4 separate regions of the Mus musculus genome follow, and all the other regions are linked to region 1. The links are chromatin contacts, called in public ChIA-PET and promoter capture Hi-C maps. All regions are on one chromosome and are shown on one strand. Each heading gives the region's core, a stretch centred on a gene start, on an enhancer-like site or on the middle of the called end of the contact. The rest is flanking DNA. Distances are from core to core; before and after follow the strand shown. Region 1 holds the start of Wsb1 (WD repeat and SOCS box-containing 1). Region 2 holds the start of Rab11fip4os2 (RAB11 family interacting protein 4 (class II), opposite strand 2). Region 3 holds the start of Lgals9 (lectin, galactose binding, soluble 9). Region 4 holds the start of Ccnq (cyclin Q).

Region 1 (6,304 bases), core at 1,195-3,694:
CTTGACCTCATGACCTCATATGACACCTATATAGGAGTCTTCTCTAGGATACAATAGTTCTAGTTCTTTCCATCAGTCTTCAGATTATAAAGTTTTGAGTCAATTTTCTATCTTTTCCTACCTTAATTTTTACATTTTCCTGGAATACATTCCCATTAGTAGTAACCCTTAAAAAGGTGATACCCAGAACTGGAGACTACTTCCTGGTGTGGTTTAACCAAAGTGATAGAGAACCCCCACTTCTTCAAAAGGGAGCAACATAGAATAAGCTCACATTCCTGTTACTGGCAGTCACATGAGTCTGATATAAGACTCATGAGTAGGTGAGCCTCAATGCCAGCAGAATGCATTTTCAATGCGAAACCTCAGAAGGAGCACATTGCTGCAGGCTTCCTGCATTTCTCCAAGCCTACATATACTCTTACACGGTCCTTTCACTGGGGTTCTTCTCATACTCAGCCCCCCAAACTGGGATTCCTGCTTAACTTTCATCTATTGGTCAAAATGAATTTTAGGAAGGACTTCATTCACAAATAAGGAAAACAAGTTTTAAAATTCTACTTTTTAAAAGAAGGCAATGGAAACATTCGCTTTAAAAGAGAATGCTCCCAAGTTGATCTAAGAAGAATACTTTATTTCCCAGAGATTTATATCTGTACTTTAAGGTTACTTTTAAAAACTAGTCTTGGGTACACTCATTTGGCTACTTTTCTTTATAAAGTGTTAATGAGATAGAGATGTGGCTGGTTCAAACACCAAACCCCAAGAAACAATTCACTAACTCATCTTCAAATGTAAGACATTCTAATTGTTACATAGTCAGCATTTTTCTAAGTGCCTTCACGTTTCCTTGTTAGCTAACAGACACAAACGATTTTTATACTTTAATTAGCTGCTTTAAATACTCAAGTACTGACTAGTAAAATATTATCAACCTCAAGGTTTTTCTCTAAAGTGCTTTGGGGAAAAAAAAAAGTAATGGGGCAGTGGGTGGGAACCAGCCCTAAAACCCAACCTATCTGCATAGCACTTACATCATGAGTCATCACTGAACAAGGCTAACCAGATTCAAGTTCTTCCTCACATTCCATCCTCCGATTTCACGACCAGAAAGGAAGTGTGACAGTGCCTTGTTAAAGAGGGTAGTAGCTCAGTTATAGCCTGACCTGGAACTCTTCACACACTCATGGAGTCCTGCCCCTACCTTTAGCATGGACATGAAAATCCAATTGACAAAACTGTAAAGTCAGTGTCTACTGACGATAATTTTGTTCAACGAATGTCATCCAATGGGCTCAAAGGTGACTCCTTTGAGAGAATTTAAATAATGCTAAGTGCTTTAAAGGGGCCAACGGGCAGGTCTGGCCCACGCCCTTCCACTCCCCATTGTCCAGGCTTCAGCCAGACGCGTGACAGGTCTAGCCACGGCTACATCCTCTGTACAATAGCCCTCCTTCAGCCATTCCACCTATTCTCACGGCTCCTTCCACCCCCACCCCCCCGTGTAGGTGGGCAACATATTCCCTCCTTAGAACCCTTCACTTTCATAACGCCATCCTTTAAAAAACACTAAAACTTTTTTTTCTACGCCGCTGACACCTCTCCAGGTCCCTTTCTCAATAGAGTACCGGACATACAGATGCTGCTGTTCCTGCTGCGCCTCAAAAAACACAAAAGTTCACAACTTCTTCCCACCAAAGAGAGCCTAGGATAGACCACTTAGCCTATGCTAGTAACTCTCCAGGTCCATTCGATATCCAAGACACAGCCGGGAGAATCCCAGGACGTCCGATCCGCACCCCAGCTGTGATGGTGTCACTAGGGTTTGCCCGGCGCTGAGCAAACTCGGGAGGCCCGCTCTGGGTCCATTCACTCCCGGCCGACGCCCATCGCGGGACCGCTTCCTCCCGCCACGCAGCGTCAGTCCTTGCTCCTCTCCATTTCTCCGGAGCCCGGGCATCCGGTCCCCCGCGCTCGTGGGCCTTGGCATCGGACTTCCCCGTTCTCCCATCCCCCACCCCCGTTTTCCCCCCGGGCCCCGGAGCCAGCCCCTTCACGCTCTGCCGGTAGACCCCGCGCTCCCCCTCCATCCCGAGCCTCACCGATCTCTTTCTCGTTAACCCTCGGGGGAAAGCTGGCCATCTATGGGGCACCGTCTGATTCCGGGAACTCGATTCGGACGCGACAACAGAGAAGGGACTCAGCGGGGGCTGAGGGGCGTGACGCGGGCTCAGGCTCTCCCGGGTGTGGAGACTGCAGAGAGAGCGCGGGCGGCCGCTGCGGCTTCTGCGGACTGCCCGGAGGAAATCACCGGAATGCCTGGAACAAAGCCACCGGGTCACACTCAGACAAAAGAGCCGGCGCGCCTTCCACTCACAGACTCACACAGCCCGCCAATGCTTCCGCCGCCAAACCAGACACTGAGACAAGATGGCGGGCGGCACTGATAATATCTGGGAGGCGGGGTGTAGTGGGTGACGTCAGACCATCAGGCCCCGCCCCTCGACGCAGGGGACGTGATGGTCTGGATTCACGGACGGGCGTGAGCCCTCAAAGCGCGACCTGCGGGCATTTTCGAAGTCGAAGGCTCATTGCCAAGGGCAAGCCCGGGATTATATAATGCACGTGACCGAACCGGAAAGGGCAAAGTAGACGTTTCACGTGCTTAATCCCTTTTAGCTACGTCTCTGGCTCCTTAGTACCTGGGAAGTGAAGGTTGCGCTGAAGAAAGATATGATGGAAACTAGCATAGTGGTGTCCAATTGGTCAGGACAGAACAAACTGGTTTTAGGAAAGACTCAGTTGATGAAGGAGACCCAGGGTGATGGGCACCTCTGAGGCCTCCCCAAGACTGCCTCTGTTCTAATTGGTCCCTAAAGTCAGGTCTCCTGAAGAGCTGGCCAATATGACCTCTACCTCAGAATCTGCCCTTCTTCCACAGAAGTTGAGGTCTCTAGGAAGCAGCTAGCTATTCCACATCATTGTTTGGGTGTGCCCCACATCTCAATCTAAGTACCATCTATAAATGATGTCATTGCATTTTAGTGGCCCTTGCGGGACTCTTTCTTCCAAAGGATAACAGATAACGGCTTAGATTTTCTCAGATACTCCTGGAAGACAGAATTGCCCAGCATAACTTTAGATCTCAAACACCATAGGTAGTGCATGTACTGTGTGCATGTCCCTTTGCCCAAGGTAGAAATTCTTAAGATCATGATGATTAATAGAAATAAATCATCCCCTTCTTTAAAAAAAATTACTTGGTTACTGCTTGACAATATGTTTGTCCAGAACTTCATGCACGGCAATGGTGCTGCCTGACGAACAGTAGAAGGAAAAAGAAAATTCAATCTTGTCAAATACAGACCATTATTGTCCCCTAATGTTTTTAGCTTATTTATTTATTATGTGTGTATGAGATATGTGCATGTTTTTGAGTCTTTTTTTTTTTTTGAGAGTTCATGTGTCTTAAATGCTTCTGTGTGAATGCAGGCATTCAGAGGTCAGATGACATCCTAGGATATGAGTCCTCACCTCCCACCTTTCCTGAGACAGGGTCTCTCATGATTTCAGTGCTTGTATACCATGCTAGCTGGCCCTGTAACTTCCCGACTCCCTGACAGCCCTGTTAGAGTGAAGGGATTGTAGAGTAGTAGTCTGTAATCTCCTGCCTTCTGCTTTAACCTGGGTTCTGGGCTTTCGAACGGTCAGGTTTGCATTTTCACCTCTGAGCCATCTTCCCAGCTATTTTTTTTTTGAGTTTTCATACAAAAATATGCAGATTTCACAAACTTGCAGGGCTGGAGGAGGGGGGTATAGCTCAGTTAGTAAAATATTTGTCTAGTATACAGGAACCATGGAGTCCAGCTCCAGTTCCTCAGAAACCTAAAGCAAATGGTACATGCTCGAAAGCCCAGCTCTTGGCAAGCAAAGGCACAAGAATCAAGAACTTAAGATCACTTCTGCTATATAGCAAGTATGAGGCCAACCTGGCTCCAAGACTCTTATCTTCAAACAATCTGGAAGGCTTCAGGAATTCGTGAGTCAGCCTTGCTCGGGAGTTATGCTGATTTGTTTGGTTGTTGGTTTGGTTTGGTTTTTTGAGACAGGGTTTCTTTGTGTAGCCCCAGCTGTCTTGGAATAGCTCTGTAGACCAGGTTGGCCTTGAACTCCAAGAGATTTGCCTGCCTCTGCCTCCCAAGCACTGGGATTAAAGGTGTGTGTCACCACTGCTGAGCTGACACTGTTGTTTAGTACAGACATTGCCCAAGTGAGCACCCTGTTAATATTTTTTGGCTAACTGCTGTAACTCCCAACTAATTACACTACACCATAGAAATCCATGGAAAATAACCATTCTTGAGAGCCTGCTTGTGAGTTATATTTTCTTACCTTTCTTTTCATTATTTTGCTTGTGAAGTATTTGAAGGACTTTTTCACAGAATTGTTTAACTCCCACTTAATGTGAGTAGCCTATAGATGCCTTGAAGATTTTCTTAACTACAAAGTGTGACCAGTAAAATGAAAAATAATTGTCTCATTTGTGTGCCCATTGGTGATTATACCTAATATTTGTAGGGTCATGTTACGTTGTGGGCATTGGGGTGCATCAGTGCTTCATTAATTAACCATTTAACATTCGTGACAAAGCGAGGAGCTCACTTGCCATTGGGAAGGTCAACATGGTTAATATAACAGGCTCTAAAATCATCTAGGAGACAAACTTCTGGACATGTCCATGAGAAAGGGTCTAGATTTTGGGGTAGGAAGACTCACCCTAAATTTGGGCAACATCATTCCCTGGGCAAGGGGTGGAGTGAATTAAAAAGACAAAGCTAGGGCTTAGAGAGGTATCTTAGTGGTTAAGAGCACTGGCTGTTCTTCCAGAAGATCCGGGTTCAATTCCCAGTACCCACAGATGGCTCACAACTGTCCATAAATCCAGTTCTAGGGGACTTCTTACCACCTCAGGTGCTGCACACATAGGATAGACACACATACACTCAGCTACACAAATAAAATTAAAAACTCAATCACTACACATTCATTCACTTAATCTCATTCTGAAGTTATTCGGAAGCATTGCTCTGTGTAGCTGTGTGCTGTGTGGCTTTGCCTTTGGCCAGTTTGACACAAACTGCACTCACTCAGAAATAGGGAGCCTCAGTTGAGGTGCTGTCTCCATCCGATTGGCCCGGGAACATGTCTATGGCCATTTTCTTGATTAGTGATACAAGTGAGAGGGCTCAGCCTATTGTGGGCAGTGCCACTCCTGGGCAGGTGGTTCTGGGTTTTATAAGAAAAACAAAAGCCCCAAACAAGCAGTATTCCTCCATAGTTTCTGCTTTGGTTTCTACCCTGCAGAGTTTCTGCCCTGGCTGTTTTCCATGATGTACTGAACCCTGTAAACAGAACAAACCCTTTCCTCCCCAAGTTGCTGTTGGGCAGTGTTGGTCACAGCAACAGAGAAACATATTAGGGAATATAGTGTAGTAGTTTGTATATGTTGGGCCCAGGGAGTGGCACTATTAGAGGGTGTGGCCCTGTTGGAGTAGGTGTGTTACTGTGGGTGTGGGCTTTAAGATCCTTATCTTAGCTGTGTAGAAGCCAGCCTTCCACTAGCAGCATTTAGATGAAGATGTAGAACTCTCAACTCCTGAACCAAGCCTGCTTGGATACTACCATGTTCCCACCTTGGTGATAATGGACTGAACCTCTGAACCGGTAAACCAGCAGCAATTAAATGTTGTTCTTTATAAGACTTGCTTTGGTCATGGTGTCTGTTCACAGCAGTAAAACACTAAGACATATAATATGGCCAGCTGTTGGGGGAGAGTATTGGAGATTAGACCAAGGGCATGAAGCTACATACCAGGCAGGTCTTCTGTCCTTTCTTTCCTTCCTTGTTTTTCTTCCTCCCTCCCACTCTCTTTCTTTCAAGACATGGTCTTCCTCTGTGGTCCATGTTGGCCTTGAATGGACCATAAGCCCAGGAATAGTCTCAAACTCATGATCCTCCTCTCCCTACCTGCCATACTGAGATTAAAGGCAGGTGCCAGCACCCGTGACTAAGATGGATTTTATGTGTAGCTTATGGACAAGGTGGCTGCAGTCCCCTGACACCATGAATATCAGCAGGTCACAGCTGTCACTCGGCTTTGTTCACTACAATTTAGAACTACTTAGGGGAGTTACTGCCAGCATCTGCATCTCTGGGGTGGTCCTTCATTATCAGTGTCCTCAAAGACCTTCTAGGATAATTGCAAGGAGGGAAAACCTATTTTGGCTCTCGGTTGTTTGTTTG
Region 2 (6,480 bases), core at 2,961-5,460, 420 kb after region 1:
CCACGAGCAGGATTGTGAACAAACAAAACCACCTTTGCTGTTGCACTGTCTGACTGCACTTGCAATTTTTTTCCCTCCAAGACAAGGTTTTACTGTGTAGCCCTGGCTGTCCTGTAAATCAGTCTGTATAGCAGGCTGGCCTGGAACTCAAGGAATCCACCTGCCTCTGCCTTCCGAGCACTGGGATTAAAGGTGTGCACCACCATACCTGGCCTCCACACTGTCAGTTTTTAATATCCATGGAATTGTTGTTGTTGTGTGTATGGGCACCTGTGCGGATTTGGTGTGCACATGTGGGGAGTCTGGGTGGAAACATCCACCGATTGGGGATCCCTATGGGCCTCCCCTGAAGCAAAGGGAAGGCCTTTAGTTGTTGGGACTATCACATCAAAGTAATTCAGACCTAGTGGTTGACATAGATTTCCTCGGGGTTCTGGAAGCTTCATTTGAGAGCAGGGTGCTATCAGGAGGGTTTCTTATAAAGTCTCTATCCTTAGTCTCCCCCACCCCCCAACAGACACCCTCATTTCTCTTCTGAGTTGTTTGTTTGTTTGTTTTATGAAAGAGTCTCATGTAGCCCAGGCTGGCCTCAAACTTGCTATGTAGCTCTCTCTCATGGATGGCTTGGAGTCCCTGGCGCTCCTGCCTCTGCCTGCAGGGTGCTGGGCTTACAGGTGTGCATCACCATGTTTGTAAGGACACCAGCCACATTGGACGGAGCTCACCCTGAAGGTCTTGTTTCTATTCAGTTGTTTCTTTAAAAAGCCCTTACTCAAACACAACAACGAATTCTTAGGTGCCAGGTGCTGAGAGTTTTACATATAAATTTACATACATCACTGAAGGGCTGTGGGAGCCTTCCTCCAAAGGGAGGAGCAAACTGAGGGAGCACAGAGCCTAAGATCCCAGGAGAACTCACTGGAGGGAGCTAGCCCACTTCCATTCCCAGGCCCACCCTCAGCGAGGGCTCCTGACCAAATGCACCATTTGGAATTGGGGGGCGGTTTAGCTATCACTGCCTCGTCAGCAGCTCTCCTGCCTGCCCCCTTGTGGTCTTGTGGGGTGCTTGGTTCTCCAGGCCTGGTGTTTCTGGGGTTCTGACCCTGAAGGGTTTTGCTTTAAGGGTGCTTTGCTTGTTTATGTCACTTTTATCTGGTTCTTCAAGACAAAGTTTCCCTGCGTAGTCCTAGCTGTCCCAGGAAGTAGGTTTGTAGACCTGGCTGGCCTCAAATTCAGTGACTTGCCTGACCCTGCTAGAAATGTTCTTTAACCCCTTTCAACTTGGAAACACACATTTCCAGATCCCGTCCCAGTTTAATTCCCCACCGTGTGACATGAAATAACACTGAAGTTGGAGGGCACTGATCTAGAAACCCCCCTTAATCTAGTTGCATGGCATTCCTTTATGTGATTTTAGGCAAGGTTTCACTGTAGCCCAGGCTGGCCTCAGTCTCTCAGCGCTTCCCTTCCCTTAGTCTCCCGTGTGCTGTGAGTATAGGTGTGAGCCACAGGGACCTTTTGTTGTGGTTCAACAGGCCAGTTGTCTCACAGAAGGCATGGTGTTCGTTTGTTTGGGGGTTGGTCCATTTTTTGTGACATGTAACTGGTGGTACCTCCTGCTGTGGGCCCCCTTGGGAGGACACCGGCCAGTGTCTGTCTTTCCATTAATGATGCTGTCTGATTACTGTGTTAAAGGAACAGTAGCCTGCTCAGTGCTCAAAGACTTGAGGGGGTTTCTGAGCTTTCCTGTGGTCTGCAGTGTGTGTGTGTGTGTGTGTGTGTGTATGTGTGTGTATATGTGTGTGTGTGTGTGTATATGTGTGTGTGTGTATATGTGTGTGTGTGTGTATGTGTATGTGTGTGTGTGTGTATGTATGTGTGTGTATGTGTGTGTGTATGTGTGTGTGTGTGTGTGTGTGTGTGTGTATGTGTGTGTGTGTGTGTATGTATGTGTGTGTGTGTATGTGTGTGTGTGTATGTGTGTATGTATGTGTGTGTGTGTGTGTGTGTGTGTGTGTCTGGTACTGTGCAAGTATACAGAGTCCCATCAGCCTCTCATCTGCTGGCTTTATTCTCGTGGCAGGTGTTGGGAAGTGTGCTGTGTGAGCACGGTCAGGTTGGAGGTATTCCCACCTATCTTTCCTCTGATCCACCATTGCCTGCTCCATCCCCCCCAGAGGAGGGAAACTCTCGCTCTCAGTCCTCTGAAGTTTTCTGTATGTATTTTGAAACTTGTAAAAGATGCACAAATTCGTAGGAGGGCTACATCTTGGTAAGTGGGTCCTCCGTCATTTTTAAGTGCCTCCTACCCCTTGAAGTACTTCTGAGACTGTGTGGCCCTGCCAGCTTTCTCTCGGTTGCTGTGGTGGTAAGGGGTGTGGCTTGGCAGTAGGGCCCCTGCTCACCTGCATGCTCACACAGGAGCAGCAGCCAGTCCCTTGGCAGCACCAAACAGGCCCTGGCCAACAATGTGGGCAACTTCTTTCTCTTCTCTGTCAGTAGGCCCTTGGTCAAAGGCACAGGAATCTCGGTCAAAGGTCTGCCTAGGTATTGATTGGTTTCCAGCTTGGGCACTGGCTGAGCCGCAGCCTTCTGGGCAGTTGGACATGCTTGTCAGTCAGAGCTGCGCTGCCCAGGTCTACCTCAGACCCTCCTTCTTGGTGCTGTACCTTACGCCAGCCCCTCTCTGTGGACTTGGCTCTTTAGATCCCTTAACACTGCTCATGCCTCCAGACCTTTTGGAACAGATCTCGGCTCTGCTCTGGGCTGTTTGATGTCTCCTTTCTAAGTTTTTCTGGGAGCTACAGTGTGCTATCTTCACCTAATCTCTGCCATTTCCTGTCAGCAGGTGGGAGTTAAGACCGGTGTGGGACCTGGGAGGCAGTTGAAGTTGGGATGAAAAGCTGTGTGGGCTTCCACAGGCAGTGGTTGGCTAGGTCTGTGTGCCCATGGTCTGTGTAAATAGCACTAGAGGCCTGAGAAATCCCGGCATGACTTGAAACCAAAGAGGAAGCATCTATTGTTGCTGCGGCGCCCTTCCCCCCTCCCCGGCCCTGTCCTCAGACGAGTTGCAACTGAGTTCCAACTGAGGTTAACATTGGAATATCTGCACAGAGATTGTCACCTGAGGGCTCCTGCTGAGGGGTTGTCTTGACCTAAGGTGAGACTCATCGGGGGTTCAGGAGTAGACTTGGAGCCCAGGGACCAAACCCTGCCCTGGCTGCCATTCTTGGCGTGGTGCAGGTGGGGTAGGTCTGGGAAGAAACATGGTAGTCTGTCCTGCCTTCTAAACCTTCGCCTCCTGCACCAAAATAGGAAGCCCAGGGCCATAGAGCTTCGATCTCACAGGTTAAGGCTACTCTCAGAGCAATGGAGATAGCAGAGTGACCAGTTCTCCTGTGGGTTCCCTTGGACTTGGAGGTAGGTCAAGGTTCTGGTCTTTTGCTTGGATGCTAACCTTAACTTGATCCCACCTTTGACCTTTGATTGGCACCAGGCAGCCACTGACAAGCATCCGGTCAGTGTGTGTATAGCAGGGTTGGCAGCCCCAGGGGAAGTCAGTTACTGTCAGGATTGCTTCACAGCCACCATGGTCGTCATGTCTCTGTGAAAAAAACAGCCAAGTATGGGGGGGTCATGAGGGTGTGTGTCACTGTAGGCAGTCCTAGCCCACCCTCTTTGAATTTGGGGTGTTGGGACCTGGAGCCCCTCCTCGAGGGGAGGTTCCTGCCACCCAAAGGAAAAACCCATCATGACCCTGGTCTGTTCCATGTCTCCAGGGTATTGACTGGCCACACACACAAGAGATTCCATTGTTGGCCTGTGCCCACTTACAGCCCCTTCCCTACAGTGGGGAGATCCACGTGTACCCACGGGTGCCTGGTTTTCAAGGGAAGCTGAGATGTGCCCGCCCAGGCTATTTTTACCCAGCCCTGTCCCCACAGAGCTGCGCTTTGGCTCCAAGTCACCGCCTGCGGAGTGGAGCCTGTTGCCAGAGCTGGGGGTGGATGAGCCCGCACCTCAGGGCCTCCTGGACTCCCTTCTCCAGGCAACATCTCATCTTAACACTTATTACAGGCTGTGACTAATGTGCAGGCAGACCTGCCAAGGCAGTGGGCATGAGAGGACCCTGGTGCAGGGAGGAAAACCTAACTTGGCCTCCTAGAGCTCAGCCTACCTCTCTGTCCACCCCAGTGTATCACCGAGGGGTCAGTCAGAGGGAAGCCTCCCCGGGCTTGGATAGAATTCGGAATGCTCAGGTGTGGCCCTGGAGACCGTCCCTTAACCTACTAATGACAGTAATCGCTCACGAAGCCCTTCCCATGCATTCTAAGAACAATTACTTAGAACAGTTGCCAGTTCACTGAACTCCAGTTATGGTTAGCTCAGCTGTGGAGGTGAGGGAACTGAGGCACTGGGTAGGGTAGTTCAGTAACCTACAGGCCACAGTGCTCATATGTAGTGGAGTGCGACTGGAACCCACTCTAGATCATGTCCCCAACGCCCACCATCTCTCTGTCATGTTTTCAGTGTCCTCAGACAGTGAGCCATTGTCCTTAATTAGATCCTCTGACAATCCTGGTCACGTGTATGCATCGAGGATGCTCAGAGATGAAACACCTCATCCAGCGGTCACGCCGCTGGACAGCGGCCACAACAAACTCTTAGATCAGTGAGTCAGTGAGTGGTTCTCAAGCTGTGGGTCGCAACCTCCTGGGTTTCCAAACGACCCTTCCACGGGGGCCACCTAAGGCCATCAGAAATGACAGACGCTTGCATTTTGATCCATAACAGTAGCAAGATTACAGTTCTGAAGTAGCAACAAAATCACCTTATGGTTGGGGGTTGCTACAGCATGAGGAACTGCGTTTTAAACGGTTTTAAGCGTCAGGAGGACTGAGAAACACTGCCTTAGATGCTCCTTGGATGGTCGTCCAGGTCCTGTGGCGCAGTGCAGTTTGATTCAGGCCGTGCTCAGTCATGCGCTCCTGGAGTGCTAGCTGCTGAGGGTCAGGATGTAGACCTCCCTGTGGCCACCACTTCACCCTCTCTGCCCTTGTAGGGAATGGAAATACGTAGCCACTCTGTACCGCCTGTGTTCTCTGTTCATCTTTGTTTCGCTGCCAGGAAACCTAGGGTGTGTGACCTTGAGATTCCCCCTCTGCCACCCCCACCCCCCTAGGTGGATGAGGGTAAATACCAAATGAAGCTGTTTGGTTTGGGTCCTGCTGTACCTCCTGCCTGCACAGCGGGGACAGTGGGCCCTTGTGAGCCTCTCTGAGGCTTGGACAGCCCAGCACGTGTACTGATACTGGGTCTTTTCAGCAGCCCTTGAATTCAGCCCTTTCCAACTTCTTACAGAGGAAAGGGTGACCGTGGGACCTTCTGACGGGGGAACACAGCTCTTAGAGAGGCTGAAGAGGGGCTGCCTGGGCAGCCTGTGTGCCTTCTGGCAACCACTTCCAGTTAGAGCCGGCTTTGTTCATCCCTAGATGAGAAGACTAAGTGGAAACATGGAGGTGGGGGCACTCCGGGGATGTAGCTGGGTCCTATTTCCTGGGACTTGGGCTCAGTACTGTCTCCAGTAATCCCTGTCCTTGGAATTATTCCCCAGGCCCAACCATATATATCTGTCAGGCTCTTGCTAGCTGACCAGCCAAGGACCTATGGCAGGTGAGACAACCTGGTCCCTGAGCAGACAGCCTCCAGTCTCTCTCCACGCCAGGTCTGACTTCTTTAAGCTTTCATAGCTGCCAACTGGTACTTGTCATGCAGCCTCTCAGGCAAAAATGACAGTCCCTGCTCTCTAGGGGAAATCCCAGGGCCTTGTGGAGGTAGAGTCTTGTCCAGGAACACAGGACTTAATGAGCAGCTGAGTCTACCAGGACTAACTGCCAGGCTCCAGAGCTGTGCCCTCCAGCAGTCCTAGCCACAGAGGTCCCCTGGGTTTACACAGGGGCACACTATATCTACTTTATCTTCCATCACCCCGTGGACCCCAAGGTTGGGGAAGAAGGTGTCCCTGAGTTTGGACACAAGCAAGCCAGGGTGGCTCATGGGAGTATAGTCCCTGTGGCCCAGAAGGACAAGAACTCTGTATGTAGCGCGCACCTCTGCGCCCTCAGGGACAGAGCCCTGGGAGGCTAGATGGGGCCACAAAGAGCCATACTGCCTGCTGAGGATACTGCCTTCCTGAAGCTTCCTTAAAGACCAGCCGTAGCCTTTCTGTGCAGACTCTGAGGAGGCCTCTGTAAGCTCCTGGCTTGGACCTGTGTACTCAATGCCAGGGCAACTGCGTGATGACCTCCCCTTCTCCCTGTGCACGCAGACACACACACGCGCACACACACACACACACACACACACACCACAGACACACACACACACCCCACTGGTGATCAGGACAAGAAAGAAGAGTTCTGCAAGCTAGAAACTCAGAAACTGCTCTGAGCATCCATATTTCTCAGTAGAAAGTCAGTC
Region 3 (6,586 bases), core at 1,631-4,130, 270 kb before region 1:
CAGTGGAGAGGCAGCACCTGTGGTTATTTATTCATTTTTGTGTGGTTGAGGAGCTCAGAGGACAACACAGAGGAATCGATTCTCTCCTTCTACCCTGTGGACTCCAGGTCACCAAGCTCAGTGGCCAGAGCCTCACCTACTGAGCCCAAATGAGGTCATTGTATAGAAGGTGGGAGGGGCTATTTGTACTTGGTTACTAATTCATAGATAAACTTTAGGACTGAGAGACTTTGGGAAGGTCTGTATGGCACGCCTCACCCTCCCCTCCCCCCCAGCAAAGGCACAGAACCTGGGACTATGTTGATTTAAGTGATGAAAGGGACTGTGCTGATAGGTTGAAGTCCATGGACTTGGGGAGATTGCTAAATTACCCAGTCCAGCCTTAAAAAATCACCAGTATCCTCATAAGAAGGGTCAGGCTCTGAAATAGATGGAAAGAAGAGGTCTGTTCTGGTGAGATGCATCAGTAGATAAGTGCACTCGTAACTGAGCCGGATGATGCAAGTTAGACCCTCAGGACCCAAATGGCGAATGAAAAAGTCTGCCTCCCAAAGTTGTTCTCTGACCTCTGTCACATACACACACAAACCAAACAAACAAACAAAATCAAACAAACAAATACATTTTGTCTAGAAGAAGCGTGGACTGCCGAGACTCATCTTCTACCCAGAGGCTAAAGTCTTTTGCTTCCCTTTCCTGTTGGGACATGCAGAAGGCAGAGCCTACAGACAGAGTATGGTCAGCTCAGTGGTCTACTGGGGCACACAGTCTGGATACCAGCAGTGTCTGGCATATTTTCAAGCCAGAAGGCCCAGCCGTCCCAGAAGTTCAAAGACCCAGACAGTTCCTCAAGCATCCTAACAGCTTTGGTTTTACTGTCTTTGTGGGCGAGGAAACGGAAGTGCAGAAAATTAAGTAACTTGCCCAAAGCTACACAGCTGGTTAACGACAAGCCTGGGGTTCAGACACTAGAACCAATGTTCTCCGTCATAGGTGATATAGGCTCCCTTTCATGAGGAAGCACATACATGCCCTTGGCCCCTGGTCACCAGGGTCACACAAGAGAGTCATACTGCCCAGTCCCATCTTCTTCTGGACCCTCATGGGAGTCAGCAACCAAGCCTGTCCATGACATGGCCCTCAGGCTGTGACAATACTGTTCCTCTGCAGGACAGGAGTCACATGACTTTTGTACAACGTCAGCACTTCAGTGGACGTGTGACCCACAGCTGCAGAAGTCAGTGGGTCACTGAGTGAGACCAGCCAGGTAGGAGGACCTGTGATCCCAGTGCTACGGCGACATAGCCTCCATGTCTCCCACCAAGACCTGTTTAACCTCTCCCCTCCCCCGTGGGAGGATTTCCCTTCATAATTGAAAATATTGCTTTTTCCTTCATTTTTTTTTTCTGATTGTTTTAAAGATGGGGCACTGTTCAAGACCAGGCTGGCCTTGAACTCAGAAATCCGCCTGCCTCTGCCTCCCTAGTGCTGGGAAAAGTCTACTTTCTAAATTCAAGTTGTCAGCTCTGCCTGGTGGGAAACCAGAGTGGGTGTATCATGCCCCTGTGACACGTCCTGCCCTTGAAGGCCCCACAGAGACACTGGACAGTCCCTTCTAGCTTTCCCATCTACCTTCCATGCAGGTCCCAAGTTAGAAGCCTTAACCCTGTGGCTGAGGACACTGGTAGCCCCAAGCAAAGCCCAGAGCCGTGCTAGATCAGGCTCTGACGCTGGGCTCTGGCAGCCAGCTCACCTACAGACCCTGCTATCTCCCACCTGCACACACGGCGACTCTACAGAAGGTTCCTGGGAGCATCACTTTCGTCTCCATTACTGCCATCTCCCCATGAGCATCCCCTCTTCTGGGAAAAGCACTTTCCTTCGCTGTCACCCACCATCTGAGGACATGTGGCAAGGCCTCGACCTCTCAAAGTCTCAGTGTCTCCACTTACAGTGTGGCTACTAAGCTTCCTAGTGTATAAACAAAACCACCTATAGACAGGGGGTGGAAAAAGGAGCCCAAGGCAGCCCTTTGCACCCTGCACTAAAAGACAGTCCCTACTTGCCTGTCTGCACACACTCTGGAAGTGTTCTTGGGTGAATTCTGATGTGGCCCTTGGAGAACAGAGGGGAGGGCTTCCCTGTTCCCCTCCCGTGCACTCCCAAGACACCTCCATGTTCCAGGTGCTGTTTAAACACCCACGTGTGCTATCTGCTTTCTCCTTGTTTTAACCTCAGGAGACAGACTAAGTATTATTTCCATTTTACAGATACAGAGAGGAGAAAGTACTGCGCGTGCGACATCACCTAGTTTGTAAATGGCTGAACAGAGATCCTCTCTAAGGCAGACACTTTAAGTGTCATGTGAATATCTGCTACCTGCTACCTCCCCCCACCCCCAACAAGCCCATCCACATCATCATATAAACCGTCTCCTTCCTTTGTAGATGCTACCAGGTAGCATGGAACAGGCACATGTTAATTCACCTCATAAATCATAGTGAGTGGCACCCTTGGGTCCTCAGAGGCACAGCAAGCCTAGCATGAGACACGAGCTGCATCAGGATGACCCAGCTGACATGCCTGGCATGTTTGTCCCTTATGTGCTGTCTGCAGGACACCCCACCCTCTATCTGTGCCACTCCGTTGTTTCCCCACAGGTCCAGAGCAACTTCCCCTGGATGTGGCCGTTAGCTTTTCCTCAATCACCCCACAACTGCATCCCACAACTCACCGGGTTAATGTATGGAGACTGGGCACTGAAGAGAGCCATCTCTTCTATCTCAGGGGAACCAATGCTCTCTTCCTCACTCGATGGTGGACGACAGAACTCTGCGCAGGGCAGGGCTGAGCTAGGAAACAGAAACCACAGCTATTTGGCACTTCTTCAAGGGGAGGAGCTCAGTGGCTGAGGGAAGTGTCTAGAGAAAAAGAAAGCTGATGTCAGGGTGGAGGGCTGGAGGTGGGACTCAGTGGGAGGACCTAGGACCAGTGGACACTGGGTGTTCCCTGCTCTGCCTTGACTTTCCCTTCCTGTGCTCTGCCCAGAGAACCAGTCACATGGCCAGCAGGCGTTCCTCGACAGCCTCGGCCAGAAGTGGCTGTGCTTCTGAGCCTGCTTCCTCACCCCATCTAGCAGAGCTGAGCCTTCATTTGTCCTCTGGGTGGGCATCCGTGGAAAAGACCTTCCTCAGACCTTTGTATGTGCAGAGAAAACAGTGCTCAGAAAGACCAAGGGGCAGCATGAGCAAGGTTACACAACTCCTTACGGGCACTCCGAAATCTCTGTGATGCTGTAGGCTTCCAAGAAGCATCTCTCCCTGGTGTGAAAGCTTAACCATGGAGAGCTATTTTGCAAGAAACACACCACCGCTGAGGTTGTTAATGTGGACTATGTGGGGGCCCTGGGAACTTCATTGCCATCTGCCTGTGAATTTGTCTGTTCTCCTTGTCTCTCCCCTCTGTCCCTCTGTTTTGGGGTAAGAAGAGGAAACATACTTTGGACACAGTAGAATATTCCAAGTGACAAGGGAGGAGACCCTAGGAAATATTTGAAATAGTTTTGAAGCCAGGAGAGATGACCCATCATGAATTCCCAGCATGCCTAGTCTACAACATACATAATTGCTCCCTCCTCCTTTCCTCCCTCCCCACTTCCTCCTTTTCTTCATGTAGACCAGGCTGGCTTTGAACCCAGTATGTAGCCAAGGATGGCCTTGAACTTCTTCTTTTTTTTAATAATTTTTATTTTTTATTTATATGTAAGTACACTGTAGCTGTCTTCAGACACACCAGTAGAGGATGTCAGATGTCATTACAGATGGTTGTAAGCCACCATGTGGTTGTTGGGATTTGAACTTTGGACCTTCATAAGAACAGTCAGTGCTCTTTTTTTTGGTTTTTTGTTTTTGTCTTTGTTTTTTGTTTTGTTTTGTTTTTGTTTTTCGGGCAATTAGCGCTCTTAACCAGTGAGCCATCTCTCCAGCCCCAACCTTGAACTTCTGATCCTCCTGCCTCTACCTCCCAAGTGCTTGGATTATACCTATGACTCACCTCTACCTGATGGTGCCGGGGTTAGGACCTAAGGCTTCCTATGAGCTAGACATGCACTCCACCAACTGAACTACATCACCAGCCTTTCCCTGCCTTAAACAAAAACACAAAACCAAAACCCAGCTCCTGCAGCTTAGGTTATGAGTTAAGGGAAATAATCAGTGAAGCAAAGAATTGCAGGACAGGTTTGGGGTGGGGGTGGGACTGGGGAGCCAGGAAAACAGACTTACCTGGACTCATTCAGGACTTTGGGATTGCACTATGGCTAGCTAGGAGCAAGCTTGCTGTGACAAAGCTGTGGTCGTTATTCCCAGAGAAGTATGGGCTGCAAACTTATTCCCACAGCATCAGTGTTGGGAAGTGTACCCGGCACCATGGGAGCTGATTCGGTTTGGGGACTGGTTCTTTTCCTTGGACTGGTGTGGCTTAGCAAAAGACATGCAGCTGCAGATTTGACCTCTTGCCTATATTTCTACCTTCTGCCTTCAACCATGCAGTCATAAGACGGTTATCTTGGTTTGTGCTTCCCAGCCTCCAGGGTAGAGAGAAAGAAACATACATTCTCTATGAACTAGTTAGCCTACGTTCTCTATGAATTAGTTAGCCTGCAACATTCTGTTACAGTATCACAGAATGGCCCTCTGGGTACCAAGGGATACCAAGGGGAAAATCAGTTCCAAGGAGGAAGTCAGACACTTATCTGCAACACGATTTCTTCTTACACTCAGCCGAGACACACCAAAACTTGCAAAGACTAATTCTTAGATATGCTTTCTTAGAGGCCACGCGCCTCCTTTTACCTTTGCCCCAGTTATAAGTGCCTTACTCAACAGGAACTGACTGGATTTCAAGAGCAGGCTATCCTGTTGGAGCAAAGTGGAAAGGGAATTCTTCGCAGTCCTCTGGCTATCATGGACACCAAGGACAGTTTTGTCATGCTAGGCAACTACCAACGGGTTGGGATTTGGGGCAACTGGAATCCCCATTCTCTGCAAGTTGGGATGTAAAAGAACCCAGCCAGAACTGGTGCTTCAGCTTCAATACAGCAGCCAGGCCCTTCTCCTGTGCCCCAGCCCTGGCTGTTTGTTCAAAACAGTTCTGTGCATCACAGCTCCAAAAAGGAAGCAATACACAGTCACGTGAGAGACATCAGGGAACTCCGTGCATTTGAAGGGCCCTTGGCTCCCTGGGAATGGGGAATACATGAAAGAGCCAGATATAGTCGAGCCTACACTGTGGCAATGCCATGCACATCCAATCCAGCAACAGCTTGCCACTGGGGCTGCTGCCTGAGAGAGGCACAGACTTCTGATGGCGGTACATGCTCCGGATCGTGGTCTGGGAGATGGTTCCTGCTAGCTACATAACATTCTTCTATTGAACTAGCATCAGCATGTTTCCTTCTAGGCAGAGAGTACCTCAACAAATCACAGCTAAAAGGAAAAAAAATCTCCGAGAGCCTTGAAGGACATGGGCCCAGCTGAGTTCAGGAAAACAAGTCATTTAGGGGTGATACTTGCATTTGATGGACATTGGGATTCATTCCATTTGTGGATGTTATGTTTAAAGCTGTTGTGAATTTCTTAATTTCGTCTTCTACTTCTTCCTCCTCTTTCTCCTCCTCTTCTTCTCCCTCTTTTTCCTCCTCCTCTGCCTTCTTCCTCCGTTAAGGACAGGGTTTCACTCTTTAGCCCTGGCTGTCCTAGAACTCTCTCCGTAGAACAGTCTGGCCTTGAACTCACAGAGATCTAACTACTTCTTGTGCCAGTGAGTTTGTAATTAAAATCATGTGCCTCATGCCCAACAAAATGTCACAATATCTTGTACATACCTTTGTGTGGACCTAAGGGGGTGTTTTGCTTTGTTGTTTTGTTTTTAGACCAGATCCTCACCTTGCCCAGACTGGTCTTGAACTCTCAATGAACTCAGGATAACCTTGAACTCCTGATCCTCCTGCCCCTGTCCGATGAGTGTTGAGGGTTGTGTGTGTTTTAGGGAATCAAAACCCAGGGCTTCCTGCTCCCTAAGCAAGTACTCAATCAAGTAAGCGATAGCTCAGTCTCTGGACATAGGCTGTTTTTTACTTTGAGTAATGCCTAGGAATGGAATTTCTAGGTCATAAGGAAAGCTTATGAATAAGAAACTACTGAGACAGTTTCCCAGTAGGTGAGCAGTACATGTTCTTAGTTAAGGATCCATTGTTAACTGGTCTTGCTGATACTTGTGGCCAGACTCTGCTTTTAGCAAACTAAAAAGTCTTCCTTTTCTTTTCTTTTCTTTTCTTTTCTTTTCTTTTCTTTTCTTTTCTTTTCTTTTCTTTTCTTTCCTTTCCTTTCCTTTCCTTTCCTTTTCCTCTCTTCTCTTCTCTTCTCTTCTCTTCTCTTCTCTTCTCTTCTCTTCTCTTTTTTTTTAACTTTCTATGTGCTGAAGATAATACCAGCCAGCATGCTCTTACATGCTGGGTAAGCTATACTCACAGTCTAAAGCTTTCAGTTTTGAGGAAGTCTTTTTATGTGAATGGTTGGTATCTTGG
Region 4 (6,007 bases), core at 3,217-5,716, 500 kb before region 1:
TCAAGACTTTCAAGGGTTATGCATCTGAGTCCATCATGTCTTTAAAGTATGCACACTTTCCAATGTAGCTCTAAAATTTTTGAAGATGGTAAGAAGTACACAGTCCATACAGAAGTCCTTTTCAGAGATAGGGTTACATGTCACGATGTGATGTCATCTATGTGATCAGTCCCTAAAGTGCTTACTCATCTGTTTGTCTACCTTTGTGACAGTGCGTCAGCCCATGCTAGTTCAACTCGTTCTGCAACCTAGGATGGCCATTTACTTCTGACCCTCCTGCTTCTACATCCTGAGTTAGGATTACAGGTGTGTGCCATCATCCCTAGTTTATATAGAGCTGGTGACTAAACCTGCGGCTTTCGGAGTGCTGGGTAAGAACTCTACCAACTGAACTACATTCCCAGCCTCAAGGAAAAGTATTCAGTTAAATCATATACCTCAGGGCAGTGGTGGCACACACCTTTAGCCCCAGCACTGGGGAGGCAGAGGCAGGCAGAGCTCCATGAGTTCAAGGCCAGAGTGGTCTGTCTATACAGTGAGTTCCGGGACAGCCAGGACTATACAGAGATACCATGTATTGAAAAACAAACCAAACCAAAGAAAAAAATAAGGCTCTCTTCTCTTTCCTGAGCCAATGTTCAGAGCCGATATAGTCTGCCCTGGCTTTCTGAGTTTAAGGTTCCAGTTCCTTTGCTCAGGGAAATGGATCATCAATGTTCCAATAAGCCAGGTTTTGGAATTTCCCAGGCCATTAGATAGACTTGCGACTGTGGTGACTTGAGAAGAAGAGAGTTCTCAGGGAGACACTTGGTCTTCCCTAGGAGTGGCCCTCTAACGTCTAGGACCAGAGCATACCTTGTTCCTATCAAAGAATGTGGTTCCTTACATTTTTGTTTGTTTCTTTGCTTTGGAAACAGGGTTTCTCTGTGCAGTCCTGGATTCCTGGAATTTGCTCTGTAGACCAGGCTGACCCCCGACTCAGAGATCCACCTGCCTCTGCCTCTGGATTTCTGGGATTAAAAGCATGAGCCACCATGCCCGGTCGGGTTCCCTAGATTCTTGCTGTAAAACTTACTGGGAGATTAATAACACTTGGTCAAAATCCATTTTCTTCTGGCCCCAGAGCCCAGGTGTTACCAATTCCCTGATTCTCCCAGAGATGTGCCTTCTGGTTTTGCTCCTTTCTCATAACTCCATCCTCCTAGGCCCGAGCAGTGTAAGTGGCCGTTTACCTCAGGGAAATCCTACTCTGGCCCAGCGTGCATTGTGGGCATCACGGAGCTCTGATTTTTGTTTCCTTCCAGGGCTTCTCTCATCCTAAGGCCCAGGATCTGTAGCAATATATCTCTGGAGTCCCAGCTGCACCCCTAAGCCTGCAGAGCCCCTCTACTGCTCAGGTGTCGGACAAAGTAGACCTTGTTACCTTAAGAGGAGGTGAGTGTGAGAAGCTAAAATACCACTCTCTCACAGGCTCACTGTCACTGAGGTGGGCACACTGCCTGAATAGCCTTGAGCTAGGACTCTCGTCTGAAAGGCCTTTGGAAGCAGTGGCCTAACCCCGTGTGGCTCCAAAGTCAGGCTGAGCTTTTCCCAAGCAAGGCTGTGATCCTTTTCTGTCATTCTCCTATTTCTGCCTCAAAGCTCCGCTCCTGGAGGCCTTGTATGAAAATCAGAGTAACTTGGAGATCTGCTTCTACATGGGGGATAGAGGTAGAGTCCATGTTTATTTACCTAGTGCTTTTACCCTGGCATGGAAGTCCCTGGAGAGTGGGTCAGGGAATACCAATAAAGGAGCTGCCTGCTGCTTCTCCACAAACAAGTTAGCCAACCACCTGATGGGCCAGGTGTTTGAAGGTTTGTGAATGCCTGGGAACAAACCTGGAAGACAAGCTACAGTTCCCATCATTCCACGACATTCCACCATATTCCACACTGCAGAAGGGCCATTATTACAGAGGTTGCCATCACAGACCAGCAAAAACAAGTCATATTCCCCAGCTGTCCCTCTCCTTCATTTTAAAGTGTGGGATGACTCCATCTCCAGTTAATTTCCCAACTCATAACATTACCTCAACTATGAGTTTGACCTCACCTTCCTATTTTTCTTTCATTCTTCCTTTTTTGGTTTGAGGCAGGGTTTCTCTGGGTATCCCTAGCTGTCCTGTAGATCAGGCTGGCCTTGATCTCACAGAGATCCAACTACCTCTGCCTTCCAAGTGCTGGGATTAGAGGTGTGAGCCACCAGCATTCTCCCTTTCTAAGGCAGAGTTTTACGTAGCCCAGTATAATTTTAAACTGACATTGAAAATCTGATCCTCCTGCCTCCACCTGACTGCTGGGATTGCAGGTACATGCACTATACCACCAAGCTGGTTTATGCAGTGGTAGGTACCAAACCCAGGATCTCATGCATGCTAGCATGCATGCTAAGCGAGCATTCTACTAATTGAGCTACATGCCTAATCTCTTTCTCCTATTTCCTGATGTGATAGGCAGGTCTAAGCATCTGCTGTGTTTTTATTGGTGCCTGACACGCGTAGGGGAAAGTCTGTTGAGAGCATGAAGGGTTAAATGACTCCTGGGTCCGTGGAGTCCCAACACCTCCTTTCCTTGCTCACATTTGTTTGTTAAATTTGAGATAGGGTCTCACTCCGTAGCCAAGGCTGGTCTGGAACTCAGGATCCTCCTGCCCTCAGCGTGCTCAGCCTTTCCCCCTTGACCTTCAAGAGGCTGGTCACTCTTCCGGATGCTAACAGCCAGGACAAAGGAGGCAGCTCTAACACAACTGTCTTATGATTTAGGGAAGTCCACTATGTGGGAACTTCTGGGGATAATGAAGTATGATGATTGTCCTTTTAAATGGATACCCACAACGATAAGCAAGATCTCACCATAAAGGTCCATTATCATGAGATGATGGGTAAGAATCCAGAGAGCTGAAAGACAGAAATTCTTACAGCCGTTATCATACGTTTAACATTCCCCAACTCATACTTTGCCTATCTTTGTATACTTCTTTTTTGTAGAAATTATAGTGCATCTATAACCTTGTTATCTTCTATGCTGCCTAATATGAACCTTTACCCACATTGTCATAAACCCCTTACAAATATGTTTTAGTGGTTGAATAATAAATACTCCATTGTATGGATGTACCATGCTTCACTAACCATTTCCCCAATATTGATCAGTTTCCAGTATCTCTCCTACTGTAACTTAGAAATACCATAAGGCAGACTCTGGTGCGTTAAACCTTTCCTATATTTTATTTGCATAATTTTTATTATACAAAATAAGATTCTATGTTACACATTCATACTTCCCCTAAGGGTGCAGTTCTATTCTTTAACTTTCCTGTTGGCGACCTGCAATGGTCCATGCCTCAAATGCAGCATCTTCTCAAAGGGCAAAAGCTGATGCAGCCAATTCTAGAAAGCTCTATATGTCCTGCCCACATGGAAGCTCTTAGCATTATTTGAACAAGGGCTGCTGGGGACAAAATGACAGCATGTCATTGCAGTCACCAATGACATCCTCTGCCAGCACAACCAGTCCTCCGAGTGGAGACACGCCATCACAGCAACTTGGTGGAACGATACCCCAGGCCTCCGATCATCCTGGTCTTAGGTCCGGCCTCGGCCAGGGCCTTAGGGGATCTCTGTATCCATAGTATAAATCTGAATGAGATCAGACACAATATTGTCAATGATTGGCTTGGTAAGGTCATCACTAAATACCTGCCACCAAGGCTTCTCGGCCTCACCCTCTGCAGGCACCTCGACTCCATAGACCTGCAGGGCCAGGTAGAGCACAGCCACGGCTAGGTGCTGAGCCTGGAAGCGGAGGCATAGCCCCCCGTGGTAGCTATCTCGTAGCAGAGCCCAAGCTGTAACTGAGATGGGGGTTCGTTGCCAGCTGTAACGATTCAGCCAGTTCTTGAGGGAAATCAAGTAGTGCAGCAGGTACTTGTGTGGATGCTGGAAAGAGACTTGGAAGCGCAGAACTCGTAGCATAAGAAGCTCACATTGTACAATGCTGTCTCGTAGCTCCCAGAAGCGGGAATCCAGCTCCAATGGCTCACTGCCCGGGTTAAAGTACCTGTGCGACACGTTGATGATGTCACGAGTACGCAAGTGTTGCTCCTCCACTTTGCCGGCCAAGTAAATGGAAGACATGGCGACCAGGTAGAGGTCATATGCGTCCAGGTTGATCTCGCAGAAGAACTTATGGTAAATGGTGCAAGCGGTGGCGATGGGGATGGACTGCATGCCTAGCTTGACGCCTGCCTCCATGATAAACCGGGTTACTCGGAAGTGCACCCTCGCCTCGGGAGCCGGCCTCTCCTCGGCTCGCGGCGCCGCCGGCCCGCTTTCGCAGCTGTCTGGCCGAACAGCCTCCATGAGGCCCAGCAGGCCGCCCCGGAAGGAGAAACGCTCCGGCGCGCCGAGGCCGGCTCCGGGGGTCCTCGCGGAGGGGGCGTGCCGTCAAGCGGCCACGCCCCCACCCGTCCTGCCGCCACGCCCACCCTGCTCGGCTTTTCCTCCTATATTAAAAGATAGGCACTCAGGAGCAGCTTGGTGGAGACGAGGAGTGCTATTTTTAAGACATCTGAGAAGATACTACTTTTGATTTAAGGGGCTTTTTCACTGTTCCTGAGAATCCAGGCTATGGAAAGGATGAGAGTCAACTCTCACCCTGGCATTTGCCTCTGTGACCCTGGGGGCTTTGGTTGATCCTCTACATCTCATTCCTTAGGTGCAAGTTGGGGTGGTTGGCTGTCCCCTCCTCATGGAGCTCTTGTGAAAAATGAACGAGTGATGTAGGCAGATCAAATATGCTCCATAAGTTTGGCTTTGATGATTATTTTTCTGAGTCAGGTTTTCTACATTTAACCCAGACTGGCCTTGTACTCTTGATCCTCTTATCCCAGGTGTGCAACACCACACTCAGCGATATTTTGTTTTAATTGAAAAAGAAAGGAAGGAAGGAAAGAAAGAAAGAAAGAAAGAAAGAAAGAAAGAAAGAAAGAAAGAAAGGAAGGAAGGAAGGAAGGAAGGAAGATAGATACATCAGGACATCAGGACAGGGGTTTTCTATTGTAGCCTTGGCTGTCCTGGAACTTGATCTGCAGACCAGGCTGGTCTCCAAATCAGGAGATCTACCTGTCTCTTAGGATTAAAGACATGCACTGCTGCCCACCCCCCCACCCCCCCCCCCATCCTGCTACCATCACCCAGCTCATGACCTTTAGCTATTACTAATTTGTTTTGAGGAATCTTTCATTTTCATTTATGTCTTTATATATCTGTATGAATTAAGACTTTTGTAAAGTGGGAAAAAACACCCTAAGCCATAGGGATTCCAAAGAGAGGTATATGCATTAGACGATGTACCAGACATGGATTTCTCAATCTTAGCGTTCTTTAGCCCCCAAGAAAAGCAGTACCCCACAACTTCTACATTTCTCATTTGGCCACTTGTAGCACACGGTTATCTTCCTCTTTAAATGTTACCGATTAAGACTACATTCTCAAATTTTATTTATTTTTTGTTTGTTTTGTTTTTGGAGACTGTTTCTCACTATATAGCCCAGGCAGACCTGAAACCTGTTATATAGATCAGGCTGGCCTCACAGAGATCTGCCTGACAAGTGCTGGGATTAAAGGTGTGAGCTTTCACATGCTGTGGAAGACACTATGTTGGTAGTTCTGGGGACAGATAGAATCCAGCACATTACTCGTGAACTAAATGCCCTGCCCACTTCAGTATGATTTTTTTTTTTTTTTTTTTTTTACTATGTCAGAGGATCTTATTGAAAACACATCAACAGTGGTGGTATAACTTGAGAGGGAAAACGAAACTGTTTCCAGAGCTCTGTAGAACCCTGACTTCTGTAGGAGCACACTCTGGTAAATTGAGACTGTCCATCCTGGGTGCAGTGGCCTGCGTTAGCCCTCAAGGCAGAAGGGCAGAGCAGCCAGTGTCTGCTGCAGCTCCCCCTCCCCCA

What was found. Promoter capture Hi-C pulls out the DNA fragments that hold promoters and counts their contacts. ChIA-PET counts read pairs in DNA pulled down with a chosen protein or histone mark.
Region 2: a promoter capture Hi-C map of hippocampal neurons shows a contact between it and region 1, with 2.2 times the contacts expected there. The contact joins the promoter of Rab11fip4os2 here to the promoter of Wsb1 in region 1. A contact is called at or near these places in 2 of 39 promoter capture datasets (hippocampal neurons and pre-B cells), 2 of 115 datasets of contacts at active chromatin or transcription factors (effector CD8 T cells and memory CD8 T cells) and 1 of 9 other capture datasets (liver).
Region 3: an RNA polymerase II ChIA-PET map of effector CD8 T cells shows a contact between it and region 1, with 42 read pairs. The contact joins the promoter of Lgals9 here to the promoter of Wsb1 in region 1. A contact is called at or near these places in 21 of 39 promoter capture datasets (the 3T3-L1 cell line, 3T3-L1-derived adipocytes, the C10 cell line and 12 more), 2 of 484 Hi-C or Micro-C datasets (embryonic stem cells and granulocyte-monocyte progenitors), 19 of 115 datasets of contacts at active chromatin or transcription factors (the SCID.adh cell line, T-cell acute lymphoblastic leukemia, double positive thymocytes and 11 more) and 4 of 9 other capture datasets (adipose tissue, embryonic stem cells, liver and 1 more).
Region 4: a contact with region 1 is called in a promoter capture Hi-C map of hippocampal neurons, with 2.1 times the contacts expected there. The contact joins the promoter of Ccnq here to the promoter of Wsb1 in region 1.

Annotation. Positions count from the first base shown.
Region 1 is chr11:79,252,251-79,258,554 of GRCm38.p6, forward strand. It overlaps Wsb1 (WD repeat and SOCS box-containing 1), which reads right to left and starts at 2,445. Exons shown (of 9, transcript NM_019653.3): 1 at 2,103-2,445. The coding sequence starts at 2,142.
Region 2 is chr11:79,670,876-79,677,355 of GRCm38.p6, forward strand. It overlaps Rab11fip4os2 (RAB11 family interacting protein 4 (class II), opposite strand 2), which reads right to left and starts at 4,211. Exons shown (of 3, transcript NR_045898.2): 1 at 4,178-4,211; 2 at 3,458-3,604. All of the region lies in intron 3 of Rab11fip4 (RAB11 family interacting protein 4 (class II)), which reads left to right.
Region 3 is chr11:78,982,044-78,988,629 of GRCm38.p6, forward strand. It overlaps Lgals9 (lectin, galactose binding, soluble 9), which reads right to left and starts at 2,881. Exons shown (of 10, transcript NM_001159301.1): 1 at 2,735-2,881. The coding sequence starts at 2,773.
Region 4 is chr11:78,747,263-78,753,269 of GRCm38.p6, forward strand. Ccnq (cyclin Q) reads right to left here and starts at 4,467. Exons shown (of 1, transcript NM_197989.1): 1 at 3,244-4,467. The coding sequence starts at 4,400. The coding sequence ends at 3,648.